Linked DNA regions of Mus musculus: regions 1 and 2 are each linked to region 3. Evidence: chromatin contacts called from public ChIA-PET and HiChIP or PLAC-seq data. All regions are on one chromosome and are shown on one strand. Each heading gives the region's core, a stretch centred on a gene start, on an enhancer-like site or on the middle of the called end of the contact. The rest is flanking DNA. Distances are from core to core; before and after follow the strand shown.

Region 1 (2,960 bases), core at 267-2,766, 140 kb after region 3:
CCAGGAGCACACTTTCAGAAATTAGTGTAGTAAAGGGTTAAGTGCCTAGCGCACAGAAGGAAAGGGTTCTTTCTTAGCACGGAGGTCATAACTTCTTTCTCTCTCTCTCATTCTCTCTCTTCCTCCCTCCCTCTTTCCCTCTCTTCCTCTCCCCTCCCTCACCCTATTTTCTCTCCTTGTTCTCTCCCCTCCCCCCTCATTCTCCTCTCTTTCTTGACCTTTCCTCTTTAATAGAAGCATTAGCACCTAGAAAATAAGGCAGATATTTCTAAGATGCAAACGTGAATGAAACACACAGTTTCTCCTCAACTTCTGATGGGATTATGACCCAAAAAGCTCACTGTGAGTTGAAATGACCTCAAGATAAACCAGTGTTCAGTGCAGCAAAATCACCTTAGCAGTTATTTCCCTTCCAGTGACACAGCTGACAGGGAGACATGGATCACAGCCACTGGTCACCATTGTGAGAGTATCACACTGTATATCCAGGGGACAGGCCAAGATTCTGCCCTTTGTTCCTACTCTCTGTATATCATGTTTGCATTGTTCTAAAATCAAGCACTCATAATTCAATCCTTTGTGAGTTGGGGGATCATCTTTATTTCTACCTGTACGTTGTTAAGATTCTGTTGAAGTTTGTGTGGACAGGACCACACAAAATCTTTTTGGAGAAGTATTTATTGCTAAGACATGGGGCAGATTTTAAAATATCGATAGCTATTGGGAAAGTGCTACTGACATACATGCAATATCATCTCACTCCAGTATCAATCAGTAATCAACAAAATGATCCCTTAGGCTTGCCTAAAGCCAGTTTGATGGAGACATTTTCTCAATTGAGTCTCTCTCTTCCCAGACGACCTTTGCCTATGTCATGTTGACAAACAACTAACTAGCAGGGCTTTATTTCAGTTCACAATTCTAAATTAGTGCCCATCACTGTGAGGAAGTCAAGGCAGCTATTCATCTGCCATCCATAGTGAAGAGCAGGAAGTAAGAAATGAAAGCATACTTGGCTTAGTTGCTTGCTCTCAGGTTGTTATCTCTATCCTTACCCAAGTCAGAACCTCCAGTCTAGCAAATACTGCTGTACACAGGGTTGTGAATCTTCACATAACAATTAAGACAGCTCTCCCACAGACACGGCTATAGGCCAAGCCAATATAGACATTGCCTCACTGATACTCTCTTCCAGGTGATTCATTGTCATGGTGACAATCAACATGAACCATCACAGTGCCTACATGGTCCTCAGTTAGATTCACAGTTTTCTTGCCCAGGAACTAATGGTAACTTGAGTTGGTGGTGCACGAGGAGCATCTAGAAATCATAGGGGGAAAGTGACACAGGTAAGTATCCCCTGGGTTATGGTGGCAACCTGATCATGTCTCAACTGGCTCCAAGCCCAGATCAATACTGGGGGTTGGGGGGTGGGGGCTATGTGTACAAGGGTGCTCTGGGACAGAAGAATTCTCTGGTCTAAAGCTGAGTTTTGTAATGAGGAACCCAGAAACCAGATGACTGCAGGACTTGCGAATGACTGCCAAGTCCTTTCCTGATGAGCAATGAGACTAGAGCTCTCCAGAGTCACCCAGAAATTACTAAAAAGTTGCATTTTATGTATAAGCTTTTGGATATTTTGTCCTTTTCTTTTGCTAAGACTAGGGATGAAACCTAAGGGTTTTGTGCCTGCTAAGTAGGTTCTCTGCCACTGGATCAACCACCTCTACCCCTTTTAATAAAGCATTTGAAAGTGAGCTATAATCATCATGACTGTGACCACTAATAACTGCAATATTTAATCCAAAAATCTAAGCTATTTTCCTACATACCCACAGTACAATGGCTATATTTGAGAATTATCTTCGAAGCAGTAGGATTGCCTAATGTGTTGCCCATGTTCAAACCACACACCATGAGTCATCTCCTCAGGCCATGTGTCGACAAATGACTGCATGTGTTTGTATTTGAGGACAGTGACTTGCATTTGGTTGTCCTTTCATTCCATATCCTATTATCTAAAATACTACCCCCTTCCTTTCTTACTTTTAAGATACTAAAATTATTGAAGATTCAATGTTAGTTACCCTCTACAATAAGCATCAGGGTTCTTCTCATTGGGGTTATATTATTAAATTCAGGTCATTAGAAAATTCATTGGCGCTAAGCCACAGCAGCAGCGGTCGCCATCTTGGTCCGGGACCCGCCGAACTTAGGAAATTAGTCTGAACAGGTGAGAGGGTGCGCCAGAGAACCTGACAGCTTCTGGAACAGGCGGAAGCACAGAGGCGCTGAGGCAGCACCCTTTGTGGGCCGGGGACAGCCGGCCACCTTCCGGACCGGAGGACAGGTGCCCACCCGGCTGGGGAGGCGACCTAAGCCACAGCAGCAGCGGTCGCCATCTTGGTCCGGGACCCGCCGAACTTAGGAAATTAGTCTGAACAGGTGAGAGGGTGCGCCAGAGAACCTGACAGCTTCTGGAACAGGCGGAAGCACAGAGGCGCTGAGGCAGCACCCTGTGTGGGCCGGGGACAGCCGGCCACCTTCCGGACCGGAGGACAGGTGCCCACCCGGCTGGGGAGGCGGCCTAAGCCACAGCAGCAGCGGTCGCCATCTTGGTCCCGGGACTCCAAGGAACTTAGGAATTTAGTCTGCTTAGGTGAGAGTCTGTACCACCTGGGAACTGCCAAAGCAACACAGTGTCTGAGAAAGGTCCTGTTTTGGGCCTTCTTCTTCGGCCAGGAGGAGGTCCAAATACAAGATATCTGCGCACCTTCCCTGTAAGAGAGCTTGCCAGCAGAGAGTGCTCTGAGCACTGAAACTCAGAGGAGAGAATCTGTCTCCCAGGTCTGCTGATAGACGGTAACAGAATCACCAGAAGAACAATCTCTAAACAGAGTCAACTATAACTACTAACTCCAGAGATTACCAGATGGCGAAAGGTAAACGGAGGAATCTTA
Region 2 (2,990 bases), core at 244-2,743, 200 kb after region 3:
GGGAGGGGAGGGGAGAGGAGAGGAGAGGAGAGGAGAGGAGAGGAGAGGAGAGGAGAGGAGAGAAGAGAAGAGAAGAGAAGAGAAGAGAAGAGAAGAGAAGAGAAGAGAAGAGAAGAGAAGAGAAGAGAGAAAAAGAAAAGAAAAAAAGAATGTTGGAGCTGTTTTGCAGGATGGCAAGAATTTGTTGAGTAAAGAAGAAGAGAACACTCCTAGCCTTTCAAAAAGGTGTAACTCTAGAGAGCTCATCAGTTATGAGCTAAAGTAGCTAATGGGTACCAGTCAGGATCTTCTTTGTGGGCCTGAGGACATCACAGGTCACAGATAAACAAACTGCTAATGTTCCTTGAGACAGCAAGGAGCAGCCAACTCCTCTCAGTGCAAGGTTATCTAGCCAGGATCAGTCATCTCTTTCTGTAGGGAATATATAAACCGTAATTCTGAGAGGTGGCAGTGACATCAGCTCCAGGAGGGCTGTTAAGGGGCATCAGCCAGGTCAGCCCTTGATAGCAAGAAGATGGATCCTGGCTTTCCTGAGAACACACAGGTCAAAAACAGGCAGATCAGTAGCTAGTCTCTAGAATCCAAGCATTGTGGTCCTCTCTCATCTGTCTGTGTCTTGGAAATTGTAGATGTAAGGTGAATGAGATTTGGCTAGAGAATTCTCATCTCATGAGAATGGAAATTACACTGAATGGACAGGGGATGGTGCTCACCAGCACCACTACCACCCCCAGCACACACACACACACACACACACACACACACACACTTAGAAATAACTCAACGTGAATCAAGGATGGCCATGGCTTGCTGCTCCCAGGAGACTCTGCCTGATTCTGCTCTCATGAATTCATTCCCAATTGCCCTGAAGGCTGACGGGTATACTCCCTGCCCCTGCTGTATTGGGCTAGATATTGTGAGCGTAAGACTGAAAACAGACACAACCATGTTCACTTCGCACAAGCAGCCTTCAAGCCAGGAACTGCCCACTGCTCCAAGGTTCAAAATCAGCCAGCAGCTCCCTTGCCCTGCCTGCTCACAGGCCTGGGATTTAGCCATGAGGCAAGGATGTGCCAGCAATCATTACCCACGTACCGTCATGCCCATGTCCAGCTCTCCAAAGAAGAGTTACTAAAGATGTGTTGGCCACATGGACAACATTAGCAAATTATGTCCTCATTCCCAGTTTTTCTTCCATCTGTCTTTGAAAAAACAAAACAAAAAAACAAAAAAACAAAAAAACAAATCAATTATTCTAGAATAATGAAACAGTTTAATAAGACAATCCACATGTGGATTCTATGTGTTTGAAGTACCAGGTATTTTTTTTTAAAGCCAAAAGGAATTTTTAATTGACTACAGGGAATAGCTTGTTGAACAATTATCCATTTCCCACTTTTTCAAAAACCCAGCTCAAGCTGCAGTCAGGAGTACGTAAACAAATGGTCGCTCCAGCTGCTTCCTGCTCCTGCAAAGGCTTCACACTGAACCAGACTTCAAAGGGGAAGAGGAAACTCAGCACCTAGGTGTGTGGGCTGAACAGCTCAGAAAATGCATGAATTGCTCCCTAAAACTGCCCAGGTGGATAGAATGAGCTTGTGTCAGTCATTCGGCTGTTTATGCAACAAGATACCATACTGACTATCCCCTTTGGATAAGACTGCTTTCGCACAACCGGTCTAGAAATGACCAGCATTCACGGAATGCCTGGACAGATACGGAATCCTACTGGCCAAGTGGATGTCACCACATAATGATGAGCAGCATCTTGGAAAGAAATGCAATATGCAGAGGAGGAAGAGAGCAGACAGATCTGGAGGAAGTGAGCAGCCATTCTTGTGAGGGGATCGTCTTTCTGTTAGCGGGAGCTCTCTAGTACTTCAAACATACAGAATCTCTGAGCATAGACTGTTTTATCAAATGGTTTCATTATTCTGGATTGGATTGGATTTCTCAAAGTGAGATGGAAGAAAAATTGGGCATGAGGACATGATATGTTACTGTTATCCTCATGGTCGAAGTGTCTTTAGTAAATCCTCTCTGGAGGAATGTAGCGGGAGATAACAAAAGCCTTCCTTATCGTAACTCCGCTTGACCCACACAGACAGAAAGAAGTTCATTGGTGGAGAGAAAGGGCCACACTAAGGTTCTGAGGCAAAACTTTGCTCTCAGCAAATCTCAGCCTTTGGGCACTGTTTTCTAAAGTTGTAAGATCCACACCCACCACCACCACCACCACAGCTGGGAAGCCACTTCCTGTCAGCTCAGCAAGTCAACAGAGGACACCAGGAAGATGAGTGGCTTGACCAGCCTTGCTGCTGGGGAAAAGGAGGAGGAATACCCCCAGGGGGAGCTTAGGCCCCATGCTCATTGCTGTGGTCAGTTGACAGAGAGGGGGATGTGTCTGCTTCTCTAGGCTGTGTCTTTTCACAAGCATGCTCTGGGAAACACCAAGTAGAGGTTTAAAACCCGCCCAGAAGGCCCGAAGATGCAGAGGCTGCTGAGCTAGACCAGGGCAGGAAGGCCTGCATCTAAATGGGGCTGGGCTTGAGAAGTCATCGGAGACTTGCTAGTGTGCCTGTCTGTGATGGTGTCCACAGCATCTCTACAGGCCCCAGGGGGCTCTCATGGCATCAATTGTTCCTTCCTACCAAGAATATGGCAACTATTAAAAAGGCCTCTCCAGTGAACATGATTGGATCTCAGTATAATTGAAGGACATTGTGTAAAAGTAGAAATTTAGGCGGAGAAAGTCACAGCAAACTATAGATTGCAAAATGTACAAGAGTACGACGAACTCTCCTTCCCAGGAAGGGAGAGAGGACATTGTGGATCTACTCAGCGGAAAATAGTTATCAATGACATCATTAAAGCACTGTCCACAGGAGCAGGCACTCAGCAGCTAGCAGGAGAGGGACCCAGAGTTAGAACACCCAGCAACTCCCCATGATGAAAACAGCCTAAACAGGGGGTGGGATCACGGTGCTCTA
Region 3 (3,362 bases), core at 155-2,654:
TTAAGTTGTTTGTGCCTGACATTTTGGTCACAGTGATGAAATCCTAACTAATACAGAGGTACAAAATCTTCAGTGGGTTCCTATCATGGTCTTCCTAGATTTCTTTGTTTTCATTTTGTGTGTATGAATGTTTTTTCTGCATATATGTATGTGTACCACATACATGCCATCCCTGGTGCTCACGGAGAACATAAGAAGACATCAGATCCCCTAGAACTGGAGATAGAGTTAGAATGTGCCATATGGGTACTTATAACTAAATCTGAGTCCTCTGCAACAGCTGTAAATGCTTTCAACTGTTGTGATATCGCTATATCTCCGATCCCTATTATTCTTATAAAGTTGTTCTGTGGTCATTGAGAACTGCTGTGGTTTGAATGTGAAATGTCCCCTACCCACTGTTGGCTCATGTGTCTGAACACTTACTCCCCAGGGGGTTTTACTGTTTTGGAATACTGTAGAACCTTTGGAAGGCAGAGTTTTGCTCGAAGTAGATTATGAATGTTAGAAGAGATGTCAAGGCATTCTAACCGGACCCAATTCCTGTTCACTCTCTGCTTCCTGGCTGTCAGTCACTGCCATCAGCCAACTTTTGGCTTCTGTCACCATGCTTTTCCCACCATAATGGACTGTATCCCCCACCCTCAGAACTATAAGGCAAAATAAACCCTTTCTTTCTTAAACTTCTTCTTGTCAGGTATTTGGTCCAGGGATGATAAAAGTGACCATGTAACTAGAACAAGTTAAGCAAAAAAAAAAAAAAAAGGAAAAAGAAAAAAAAAGTAACTAGGACAAAGATCAACTTTCTATTATGGTAAAACTTAAAATTTACCATTTTAGCCATTTTTTTCCCAGGGGGAAATTTCATGGCATCAGTAGGTTGAATTTGGGGACAACCATCTCCTAAACATTTTCATTCTTCTTAGTCCCTGGGTCAGGTAATTGATATGACCAGATTCTCCTGCACAGGACACAAGTGCAGGAAAGCAAGCAAAAATAAGAAAATGTAAGCTAGCATGTCTGTTTCCACAGGGAGAGAGCTGGTAATTGTACAGAAGTCAAATTTGATCCCTGTGAGAAAGCATGCCATGCTGAATAGAAGTGGCCATTGACATGGAAGAAGGCCACAGACTTCCAAGTGTCCCACAGGGAAATATTCATAGGTGGCCACGGTTAATTGCACTTGTGAGAAAAAGACAGTGAAATACAAAGCAAACTGGAGTTGCCAGGTTTTACACACACAGACACACACAGACACACACACACACACACACAGACACACACACACACACACACACATACACTGTAGGCATTTACCAAAAGAATCAGGTTTAGAGGACTGAGAACTGGTTGGTTGGGTTCTTCTCCTTTTGAAAACAGATGTCATCTGTGATCTTTGCCCACACACTGCATGTGGTAACCCTTCTCACATCCTTTTGCTCCACCCTGAGTCTTATCTTCACTAACCCTTCACAAATGTCAAGCCTTATTTGGTGAAAATGAATGGTGTGGAAAAAAGGCTGAGTTTCACAAGCATGAGGTATCGCTGGGGGAAAGCAATATAATTCAATTCTGGGGATGGATATGAGACTTTCCAAACAGATGAGAAGACAGACAGCCCCCCACCAAGGCTGCCCACAGTTCTGGGATTCTGGCATCTGCCTTCTCACCTTGATAATATCCTTTTGCTGTCCATCAGTATCTTTCTCATCCCCCACAGACAGACATCCTTACATTCCCACAGCTGGAGGAGCATGTCCAAGACCCCCAAAATGCTCATACATGAGCTACACTTTACCTTCAGAGGTCACCATTGTACTCAGCTAACCCAACCACTATGTTCCTGAACAGCCAATATTGAGCAGCACTCTACGGGTCACAGAAATAATGAGAGGCAGGCAAGGAGTGTGACCTTCTGGAAAATGTCAAAGGAAACACCCGAGGGTAGATAGCAAGAGCATCAACTAGGGATCAGCCTATGGCCTGAATCTAACAGGCAACCTATATTTGTACAACTGACATAGTCTAAGAGCCATTTTCACATTTTAAGCAGTTGTAGACAAAAGTTTGAAGAAGAAAAATATTCCGTGATACAAATAAATGACGTGGAATTCAAGTCACTGAGTCTATAAATATGCTTTTACTAAAACACAGCCAGGCTTGCTCACACAGTGTCTGTGACCACTTTGGCACAATGATGACCTGTGAAGTCTTTGATGTGGCCATCCATACTTTCAGGATCCTGATCCTGGCTGTGATCATAATACCCTGTCCCCCTTGCCCTATGCATGGATTTAGGGACCAGCTCACATGGAATCTGTCACCACATACAAAGAACTGACACACATCTACATCTTCCTGTTTACTCAATTCTTCAATAGACAGTTTTTAAATCCACACTACGGGTTAGGTGGCAGAGATGCAAAACCAATCAAAAGAAGACAAGCTCTCCCTGTTTTTGCATGCGTAGAGTCCGATGAATTAACCAATGAAGGCAAGTGTCCGACTACAGCCTTGACCACCATTAGGAAGGAAGCTGCATTGCTAAGTGAGAAGCCAGACCCAGTGGGAGGTTGGGGGTGGGGCAAATCCCTTATAATGTGACACCAAGAGGAGGGGGTGGAAAGGGGACATTAATCAGACAAGGGGAATAGAAAAAGTCGTTCTGGCAGAGACTAGAATATCTGCAAGTTCCAGGAGGGACTGAGCGCGGGGATTTAAACAAAGGGCCACAGGGCTTTAGAGGGGGTCTGTGGGTCTGGAGTTTGATTGGGGCATGGTGTCAAGAGATATAAGACAAGCAGGAGTGGCAAGCAGATGCTCAGTTCTCACTCGTGTTTCTGCTTGTGACTCTCATTTTAGCATTCTTCACTCAGTCCCCAAAGAAACAGCCAGAGAGAACATGAGCAGGAGCCAAATGAGTTCACAAATCCTCAACCCAGTGCTTACAGTATCCAGCCTTGAATGTTTCATTAAGGGGAGTAAGTGAATGTAAATTGTCTGAGCTCTAATTTACTATAACTTGAAAAATATACCCTAAGTGATTTGAGCATCAGGGATATATCTCTGTCAAACAGACATGGGATAGCTCCATCAGAACATTCAGTATGTGTTAGGCCCAGAACACAGTAAGACCCTAACATTTGTTTGCTGTGACTAACTAACTATCACCACCACCATCATCATTGTCACCTTCTTAGAAGGGGGAACAAAATAGCCACGGGAGGAGATACAGAGACAAAGTGTGGAGCAAGGACTGAAGGAAAGGTCATCCAGAGACTGCCCCACATGGGGATCCATCTCACATACAGTCACCAAACCCAGACACTATTGTGGATGCCAACAAGTGCTTGCTGGCAGGA

Evidence for each region. ChIA-PET counts read pairs in DNA pulled down with a chosen protein or histone mark. HiChIP or PLAC-seq counts read pairs in DNA pulled down with a chosen protein or histone mark.
Region 1: a contact with region 3 is called in an H3K27ac HiChIP or PLAC-seq map of bone marrow-derived dendritic cells, with 2.5 times the contacts expected there. The contact joins two enhancer-like sites. A contact is called at or near these places in 13 of 484 Hi-C or Micro-C datasets (CD4 T cells, CD8 T cells, Th1 cells and 8 more) and 4 of 115 datasets of contacts at active chromatin or transcription factors (CD8 T cells, bone marrow-derived dendritic cells, large pre-B cells and 1 more).
Region 2: an RNA polymerase II ChIA-PET map of memory CD8 T cells shows a contact between it and region 3, with 38 read pairs. The contact joins two enhancer-like sites. A contact is called at or near these places in 2 of 15 datasets of contacts at CTCF or cohesin (CD8 T cells and the NIH/3T3 cell line), 2 of 484 Hi-C or Micro-C datasets (CD8 T cells and bone marrow-derived macrophages) and 1 of 115 datasets of contacts at active chromatin or transcription factors (memory CD8 T cells).

The regions. Positions count from the first base shown.
Region 1 is chr15:67,271,532-67,274,491 of GRCm38.p6, reverse strand. The region is part of intron 4 of 1700012I11Rik (RIKEN cDNA 1700012I11 gene); the gene reads right to left. Among named protein-coding and RNA genes, the nearest start is that of 1700012I11Rik, 46 kb to the right of the region's middle. Within about 2 kb of position 1,516, at least 32 of the 459 cell types and tissues checked have an H3K27ac peak or open chromatin away from gene starts, as enhancers often do. A contact at or near this core is called in bone marrow-derived dendritic cells, where this site is marked.
Region 2 is chr15:67,208,869-67,211,858 of GRCm38.p6, reverse strand. No RefSeq gene overlaps it. Among named protein-coding and RNA genes, the nearest start is that of 1700012I11Rik, 16 kb to the left of the region's middle. Within about 2 kb of position 1,493, at least 46 of the 459 cell types and tissues checked have an H3K27ac peak or open chromatin away from gene starts, as enhancers often do. A contact at or near this core is called in CD8 T cells and memory CD8 T cells, where this site is marked.
Region 3 is chr15:67,408,268-67,411,629 of GRCm38.p6, reverse strand. No RefSeq gene overlaps it. Among named protein-coding and RNA genes, the nearest start is that of 1700012I11Rik, 180 kb to the right of the region's middle. Within about 2 kb of position 1,404, at least 59 of the 459 cell types and tissues checked have an H3K27ac peak or open chromatin away from gene starts, as enhancers often do. A contact at or near this core is called in CD8 T cells, bone marrow-derived dendritic cells and memory CD8 T cells, where this site is marked.